3 separate regions of the Mus musculus genome follow, and regions 1 and 3 are each linked to region 2. A link is a contact called in public HiChIP or PLAC-seq and promoter capture Hi-C data. All regions are on one chromosome and are shown on one strand. The core of a region is the stretch at or near the end of the contact, and the rest is flanking DNA. Distances in the headings are between cores, read along the strand shown.

Evidence for each region. Promoter capture Hi-C pulls out the DNA fragments that hold promoters and counts their contacts. HiChIP or PLAC-seq counts read pairs in DNA pulled down with a chosen protein or histone mark.
Region 1: a contact with region 2 is called in a FOXA1 HiChIP or PLAC-seq map of pancreatic cancer cells. The contact joins two enhancer-like sites.
Region 3: a contact with region 2 is called in a promoter capture Hi-C map of pre-B cells. The contact joins the promoter of Vps33b here to the enhancer-like site in region 2. A contact is called at or near these places in 2 of 39 promoter capture datasets (liver and pre-B cells), 1 of 15 datasets of contacts at CTCF or cohesin (the NIH/3T3 cell line), 3 of 115 datasets of contacts at active chromatin or transcription factors (bone marrow-derived macrophages, microglia and pancreatic cancer cells) and 2 of 9 other capture datasets (adipose tissue and liver).

The regions. Positions count from the first base shown.
Region 1 is chr7:80,207,589-80,210,288 of GRCm38.p6, forward strand. All of the region lies in intron 1 of Sema4b (sema domain, immunoglobulin domain (Ig), transmembrane domain (TM) and short cytoplasmic domain, (semaphorin) 4B), which reads left to right. Among named protein-coding and RNA genes, the nearest start is that of Sema4b, 10 kb to the left of the region's middle. Within about 2 kb of position 1,398, at least 237 of the 459 cell types and tissues checked have an H3K27ac peak or open chromatin away from gene starts, as enhancers often do. A contact at or near this core is called in pancreatic cancer cells, where this site is marked.
Region 2 is chr7:80,059,245-80,061,944 of GRCm38.p6, forward strand. The region is part of intron 1 of Zfp710 (zinc finger protein 710); the gene reads left to right. Among named protein-coding and RNA genes, the nearest start is that of Gm51449, 4.3 kb to the left of the region's middle. Within about 2 kb of position 1,342, at least 108 of the 459 cell types and tissues checked have an H3K27ac peak or open chromatin away from gene starts, as enhancers often do. A contact at or near this core is called in adipose tissue, bone marrow-derived macrophages, microglia and 2 more, where this site is marked.
Region 3 is chr7:80,268,292-80,270,991 of GRCm38.p6, forward strand. Vps33b (vacuolar protein sorting 33B) reads left to right here and starts at 1,364. Exons shown (of 23, transcript NM_178070.4): 1 at 1,364-1,788. The coding sequence starts at 1,693.

The DNA of each region.
Region 1 (2,700 bases), core at 148-2,647, 150 kb after region 2:
AAAGTGGGGTGGGACTCTTGAGTCAGCACTGCCTAGGGTGGGGCTGATCCCTATTCCTGTTTTAACCCAGAAAGTTCCAAGCTTCCGGCTGAGTCACAGGGAGAGGGAGAGTCTCTGTGAGGCTGGGGGCTGAGGAATTCCCGCATCACTTCCTGCTAGGTTGGGGTGTGGGATCCTGCAGGTGTCTGCCCTAGACTGATAGCTCTATCCTACTTTCTTGAAGGATGGAGAACTCATGGGGAGCAGAGGCCCTTGGGGGAGCCCCAGCTCCTGGGCAGCCACTAGCTTAAGATGCCTGGGGCCCCCTAGAAAGGTTCAATCCTGATTGGGACAGCAGCCAGGGTTTCTAGTTAGGGTTAAGCCCCGCATAGGGAAACAGGGAGAATACCTGAGCCGTATTCACAGCCAGGCGACCAGGTGGAACATGCTCTGTAGCACAACAGAGAACACACACACACCTCCACCTCTCCAGTCACCTCTGCACAAAGAGCACCAGGCACTCCTGCACAAGCCTGGACAGGCCTCAAGGTTCCGTGCGCATAGGCACACAGACACACAGACATGGGCAGGCTCGGGCAGGGCCCTCTACACAGACGTCTACACAGCCACTTTGTTGAGGTGGCCCCCAGACACGTGGGAGCTTGGGCGGTCACAGCACCCAATTCGTGCTTGTAGCACACGGTCTGTTTCTAGCTGATCTGATCACAAGACCCTTGTGGGCACACTCGGGCTCAGGTGGAATGGGCTGATGCTGTAAGCTCTCAGAAGGGAGGCCGCACCCCCTGCCCTGCCCTCTGCGGCTTGCCCGGCTGGATTTTCCTGCAGGGCTTTTGGATTTTGTTTTTGAGCTACTCGAGTGTTGATCGTGTGCCAGGCACCATGCCAGCGCAGGGGAAACGTGTGTAAGGTTGTTTTGAGTAAAGCTCTCAGTAAGTGTGGGTTATTATGTACATTATTATTTACATACGTAATCTCGTTTCTTCTCATAACAACTCTATGAGGCAGAGGGCTATTATTGTCCCCATTTTGCAGATAAGGAAAGTGGGGCTCTGAGAGGTTAAGTGGCTTGTCCTTATGAGTGGCAGAGGCTGGGTTTGAACCAGGTCTTTGACTCCTGTATATGTTCTCAGTCTGTCCTGTGAGATAACCAGTGGGGAATAGTGAGGTCCACAGCCGGGTTCATCAGCAGCGCACCATGACTCTTAAGTTTGAGGCCCAGGGTAGAAGGGAGGCGGGCTGAGGGCAGGGATGGAGGGCGGTCCCAGCATGAGAGGGCATGCTGTGAAGGGACTGTGCTCAGTTCAAGGCATAGTCCACTTCCCTTCCCTTGGTCATTCTGTTCGGTGTGTTTCCAGCAGATATGGAGAGTCCTGAGCCGCTGGCCCCTGGGCTTCCCCTCCAGCCTGGCTTGACTTTGTCTGAGGGACCCTGGGCAGCTTGCCATCCACCCAGGCTGAAGTGGAGGGGGTGTTGAGCTGCCACCTGGGACTTGTGCTTATCTCGGACTCTTGGCATTTCTGTTTCTGGACAGAACCCAAGGGTGGCTTCCCGCTTAGAGCTGTAGGTCCCACCCAGGTGGAAATGCCCTCCGGTGCAGGCAGATAAGCTCTGGCAAACCAAAGGCAGCCTGTGCTTCCAGAAAACCTTGAGGGGTGCAAGAGATAAAGGGGTGCAGGAGCTGTGTGTCTTGATCTCCCAGAGTCTTCGTGAGCCTCACTTTTTGTCTTATCCCTGTGATACACACAGGAAGCCACAGTGAATTCAGTGGGTGTCATACAGAAGGGCCTCCTGGAGCTTCTCAGAGTGTAGTCCTTGGGCTACCTCCTCCTAAGTCACTGGGAGCTGGTCAAGAGGCTCAGACCAGCAGTTTCAGAATCTCTTGGGAGGGCCTGGAGTCCGGGTGATGTTTAGGGAGGTTGGCATTGGTGCTGGAACTTTCCTTGGCCCCCCAATTTATCGAAGTACTAAGGGTTGGAAGTCTCTGGAGCTGCAGGAGTTGAGTTTGAGAAAAGGCTCTTGGTGGTTTAAAGAGAGGTTTCAACTGCCTCTGGCCTCAGGCAGGACCGTTCCTTAAAGTTCTAGCGCAGCCCTGTGTGTAACTCTGGGTTTTAGGAGTTTGTCAAGACTTCAGCCACAGAGCTATACAAATGTCCTCAAACTTCTGCACCGCATCCCTCCCCAGGAGAGCTTCTGGGGCGCAGCGGTGGGGGCCCTGTTGTCCAGTGACTGGAGCTGCTCTCTACCTCATGTGTCTCAGCAGGCTTACTAGGGAAGCCCCACCTGAGAGCTGCTTCAGCACCCTGTGCTGTGTGGTAAAAAAAAGCTGAGCTTCCGTCAAAGGGCTAGTGTGGTTTCCTGTTCTTGAACAGTGTGAGAACCAAGTTTTTTCATTTCCCCTTTCTCCGTGGCTACCAGGAGTCTTGGTACTAAATTTGCAACCCACCCCAATAGCTATGTAAAGATCCTGTGACCTGCTTGTGTGACCGCTCTTTTCTCTCTGGTTTAGATGTCTTCTTCAGATTGGTTTTTCTCTGCCTGTGATTTTAATGCTTCTATCTCAACACTTTCTTGTCTTTGTGTTTCCTTACCTCTTCCTGGAACCAGGCTGAGGGTATGTAAAGACACGGGACACGCAGACACACATGAAGTCATCCTCACATTGCTTGGCTGGCATGCTGTCTTCATGGCTTCCCAGCTCTG
Region 2 (2,700 bases), core at 92-2,591:
AGAGAGGAAGCAGCTGAGGGTTCAGGGTCATCCCAGCAAGCCTGGGTGGCCAGTCTCCGTTCTGAGCTGAGCAGCAGAGCTACCAAGCCGTTGCCCACTCTGCAACTTCCTCTCTGTCTGCAGCAGCTGGGCTTCCCTGACAGGTCTGAGCGCTCACTTGCCTAGTCATCCCACTGTTTGGTCCATGTAGCATTTTTAATATCTGCCCTGCAGACTAGGAACACTGCAGCCTGCTTTACACACCATTGCTCTCCGCCATGGGCAGAAGAAACTAAAGCCAGGCCCAGTAGACCCAAGGAACAAGTCACAGCCTGCCCACAAGGCCTGATTTACTCATAAGGCTTCATTGTGAAATTGACTGACAGGTGACGCTCTATCATGGAGGTCCATCCCACATATTTGCTGTTCCTCAGAGCCAGGGCTTCCCACCTGGGATCTTGATCACACCTAGAAACATTGTTACTCAGCGATACCGTCCATTACATCATCCTTTGTGAATTTTCCTGCTTCTCTGAAAGTGTCTCTGGTGCCTCTTTCCTATCCGTGCTGTACATTTGGTTTTGTTTTTTAGCTTTTGACTCAGACCAGTCCCCCGTTCTCTCTCTCTCTCTCTCTCTCTCTCTCTCTCTCTCTCTCTCTCTCTCTCTCTGTGTGTGTGTGTGTGTGTGTGTGTTGTGTGTGTGTGTGTGTGTGTGAGAGAGAGAGAGACATTGTCTTTGAAGAGTCTGTGCAAGCCAGCTGTGTTGTAGAGGACTCTGGATTTGTCAGGTTGAGTACCTTCAAGTTGTTTACTGGTTTACAGCTCTGCTGAAAGGTGTATCCGGGAAAATTGCAAGGGGAAAAGGGATCGCCAGTTGGAGGCATGGCCTTTGTTTTTTACCTCCTGTGAGTCATGGAATGCTCTCTCCTGCTTCAGTTAACTTATTTATAGCTGGACCCAGCTGACCGGAAAGGTTATCTCACTGGGTCCATAGCCAACCTGGATGGCTGGGTGTGTGCTATCTTCATTTCATGGATAGGGGTTTAAGAGGTTGAAGCCCGGCCTACATCCAGGCTACGAGGCAGAAGTGGACAGGGCCCAGCCATGTGACATAAGGTAGGACTCCCTGCAGGGGCAGCTGGGGGCCAGCACAGAGTCACCCCAGCACAGCCCTGAGCCTGAGAATATCAGATGTAATCTAGCCGTAATTTTGAGCTTTGGTGACTGAAACCAGGTACTGTGGAGTACCTGCCCTGTATGGTCTCGTCTGGCGACCTTGCAACTTTAACCCTGCTCTTGCCTTGGCCATCAGCTGCCACACCTCTTTCATGCCCTGCACCTTGCACAAGTTGAGACCCAGGTGGCCACACCTGTTAGAGTTGGGTCCAAAGGCTCCTTGGTCAGGGCTGTGTCCCATGGAGCACACTGGGGTGTTGCCTGACATTTCTACAGTCCCGGAGGTTTTTGGTGTGCTTTGCATTTCTCCACTCCTCTGGTGGAAAGGAGACGCTATTCAGGTGGAAATGGCACCAAGCATGCATTAGACTTAAAAGATGGGAACTATTGAGGCCCTAGCTGACTTGCTGGCAAGGGAGAAGGTACCAGTGTGCATGTGAGACCCAGAGCCTCTTAGGCACGGTGGCCATGATGCCAGGTGAGCCAGCAGGCTCTGCTGGGGGCTTGTGAGGAAACCCAGACCTCAGGCATACACGTGTGCCATCGAGAGCTCCATGGTGTCACTAGTCCTCCCAGCATTCCTGAGGAGCTGGTCCCAGTGTGGTCTCTGGTCATGCCTCTTCCTCCCAGGGTGACACCCCAGTGCTTCAGTCTCTTTGAGAACACATGCCCACACTGTAGGCTTCCCCCCCACACACACACACACGTACCACCACTGCCCACCCTCTTGTATATGAGGAATCTCCTTCATGGCATCCTACCGCATTTTCCTTCTTCATAAAGTCATATTTTTGGGTTAATTTTGCTCACCGTCAAACTGAGTACCAAGCTATGATTGTTTTTGTTACTTATTTCAAAAAGGGATTGAAGGGCCGCAGAGATGGCTCGGGGTAAAAGCCCCCGGGTTTGGTTCCCAGCACCCACACGGTAGCTCACACCTGTCTATAGCTCCAGTCAGTTCCCGAGGATCGGACACACTCCTCTGTTCTCCAAGGGCACCAGGCACACAGTGTACAGATACACATGCAGGCAAAACACTCATGCACAAAAAATAATACAAGACTTTTTAAGAGTGTAGATTACAGTCTCTGAAGGTCCCACCGAATGACATTTTTCTGTCCTCGTCTCAAACTCCTCCCAGGACACCAAGAGGTCAGGACCCAATTGTGGGCTGTTTTTCTCTGTCATCTCAGAAGTAGCTGTGTTTTCATTTCTAGACACTGGTGCTCCTGTAGCCTGTCAGCAGAATTCCTTAAAGCCTTTTCAAAACAAAGGGGAACTTTGTTGTTCTTAATTATGTATTGTGTGTATATGTGCGGTGTGTGTGTATATGTGGTATGTGTTTGTGTGTGTGCTCGTGTGCACACACCTAGGCACATGGGCCAGGGAGCATCGGGCGTCTGCCTTATCACACTCTACCATCTTTCTGTGACAGAGTGTCTCCTCACTAAGCTAAGAGTGAGCCTGGCAGGCAGCAGGCCCCAGGGGTCATGGGGCTACAGGTCTAGGTGACATCCCAGCTTCTGGGTTTCTTAATTCAGGTC
Region 3 (2,700 bases), core at 114-2,613, 210 kb after region 2:
ACCAAAATTCCAAAATTTTTACTATACCTGGCCTCAATATATTTCCTATACCTTAAGTCTCACCTCTCACATCTTTTCCTCTTTGCTAGTTATTTTTAGAAGCTGGGTCATTTGTCCCAGGTGAGTTTCTGCTTTGAGGGAGTGGGAGTTGGGGAGGCAGGGAAGGGGTTGGCCAGAGGTTGGGGTGGAGTCCTTGCTAGCTCTCCAGCTAACCTTTTGAGTCAGGGTTTTCTGATGAACCCAGAGCCAGGTGATTAGGTTAGTCTAGCTAGACAGCTTGCCTGAGGGATCCCCAGCCTCTGACTTTGGAGTGCTGAAGTTACTGAGCTGATGTCACACCCCCTTAGCATGTTTGTGGGTGCTGGGGATCCAAACTCTAGTCTCCACCCTTTCATTCACTGAGCTGTACCCCAGCTTCCCTCAACTTTCTGTGGAGACCAGAGTAGCCGAGAACTCCTGATCCCTCTCTCTGCTTCGAAGGGTTGGGTTTACAGACACCCACCAAGATGACAGACTGCCTTTGTTTTCTTTCTTTTTTAAACAACAAAGTATTATACCTCACCCTTTCTCCCATTATTTCATTTATTGATTTCCCCAGTCAGCTCCTATCTGCAATAGACAGCATGGCCTACATATTGTGACCTTGTTTCATAAACAAATTCTATGTAAACAACACTATATAGATGTGTTTCTGTGTTTTTGCTTGTTTTTGATTTTTGTTTTGGTTTTTCTAGACAGGGTTTCTCTGTGTGGTCCTGGTAGTCCAGGAGCGCACTCTGTAGGACAGGCTGGCCTCAAACTTAGAGATTCACCTTCCTCTGCCTCCCAATGGCTGGGATTAAAGGCGTGCACCACTACCAGCTGACTACTTCTGTATTTTGCCTCTTTAATTTGTACAGTTGTTTTGTAGCATGATTGTGCCACAAGCTTATTCATTTCTTCCATAATGGCCATTAACAAATCGAACTCCAATAGCCAAGGGTTACAGCTGGCAAGCCTTAACTTTCATAGTCTAACACATTCATTCCTCTTTACACTGCTCGCTTACCTTCTATTACCAGGAAGCTAAGGACTGAATAGTTGGAGACTAAATTAACAGCTGAGACTCCAGCAATCAGCGCTCTGTAGACTAGGTTTCTCTCTCTCTCTCTCTCTCTCTCTCTCACACACACACACACACACACACACACTGTGCTCTGCAGACTAGGTTTCAAACACACACACCGCTCACATTCACACAAAGTAAACCTGTGAAAAGATTCACTCCCGTTTTCAAATGTCCCTTCCCGGCCGCCGTCCCCTTCTAGTGCTCTAATCGCTAACTGGGAGACCCGGACTTCCGGGATGTCTAGGAAGTGGCTTTTCTCTGGGTAGGAGGCGGGGTTCCCCGGCACGCTGCCGAGTGTGCGGATGTCGTTGGGAATCCTGCTGACAGGCTGAGTGGACTCGGGCGGGACCAGTGACTATAGGTCTCCAAGGAGAGTCGCCTGAGCCTGTGGCCGTCCGTCCGGGAGGTGGTCGGTCATTCATCCGTCGAGTACGGCAGAGGAGCGAGGGCCCCTTGGGGGTCCTGGGATCCAGAGCCCAGGCAAGCGGGGTACCAGCCTGCAGTAACACCTTGGGCTGTCGCCGGCCTTTGCAGAACAGGGAGAATTCTGCTGCTCTCACACGGTGGCTCAGGTGACCGCTGCCATGGCTTTTCCCCATCGGCTGGACGCCCCTGAGCTTCCCGACTTCTCTATGCTCAAGAGGCTGGCTCGGGACCAGCTCATCTATCTGCTAGAACAGGTCAGTGCCTGCCGTGGCCGGCGCCTTTACTGCGTCAACAGTGTGGCCCTCAATGTGACTTCTTCCTTGCTGAGTCCCTTGGTTTTTTTTCTTTGAGCTTCTGAGACAGATCCAAAATGGGGCGGTCAACAGGAAAAACCAGAGTAGTAACAGTTGCTTGAGACCTGGCCAGAGAATAAATGGAAATTGCCAGCCTCTGTGCAAATGAAAAAGACACACTTGTGCCAGGCATCACTGGAGATGGAAATACAGTTGAAATACCTCTGTCACTAGTTACATTCCAGGAGATGCCCTATGAAATAATGACCCCTAAAGGGTGCTGGATGGTAAGTGAATTCTAGACTTCCGGAAAAGTTTAGAATAAACAACAGCTGGGGCGATCTAAGAGTTTCCTGAGATCTAGAGTTTGAAGAATAGACATGCTTTCTCTGGAGCAGGAACATCGTGCACATTCAGGCAGTTGGGCTGCTAGATGGGAAGCCTAGCAGGGAAGGACCGGTGCATGAGCAGAGGAAAGAGCTAACAGAAGTTACACTGTAGGTTGGAAATAAAGTTCAGTGGTTAGACAATTGCCCAGGCAGGGTTCTCGGTTTCATCCATTGTTCCCCATGGGAAAGAAAGGGTGGTCGTACACACCTTTAATCCCAGTGCATTCATTCCTTCACAGGCAGAGGCAGGCAGATCTCTGAGTTTGAGGCCAGCCTGATCTACAGAGTGAGTTCCAGGACAGCCAGGGCTACATAGAAAAACCCTGTCTTGAAAAACAAACAAACAACAAAAATCAAACCCAAACAAACAAATTACACAGCAGGCTGAAGACCCACACCCATTTGTAGTGTGAAGCAATGTTTGCCATAGTGGTTTGTAACGAAGAGCAATTGGACAGCAGGCTAGTTCAGAGAATACTGATTA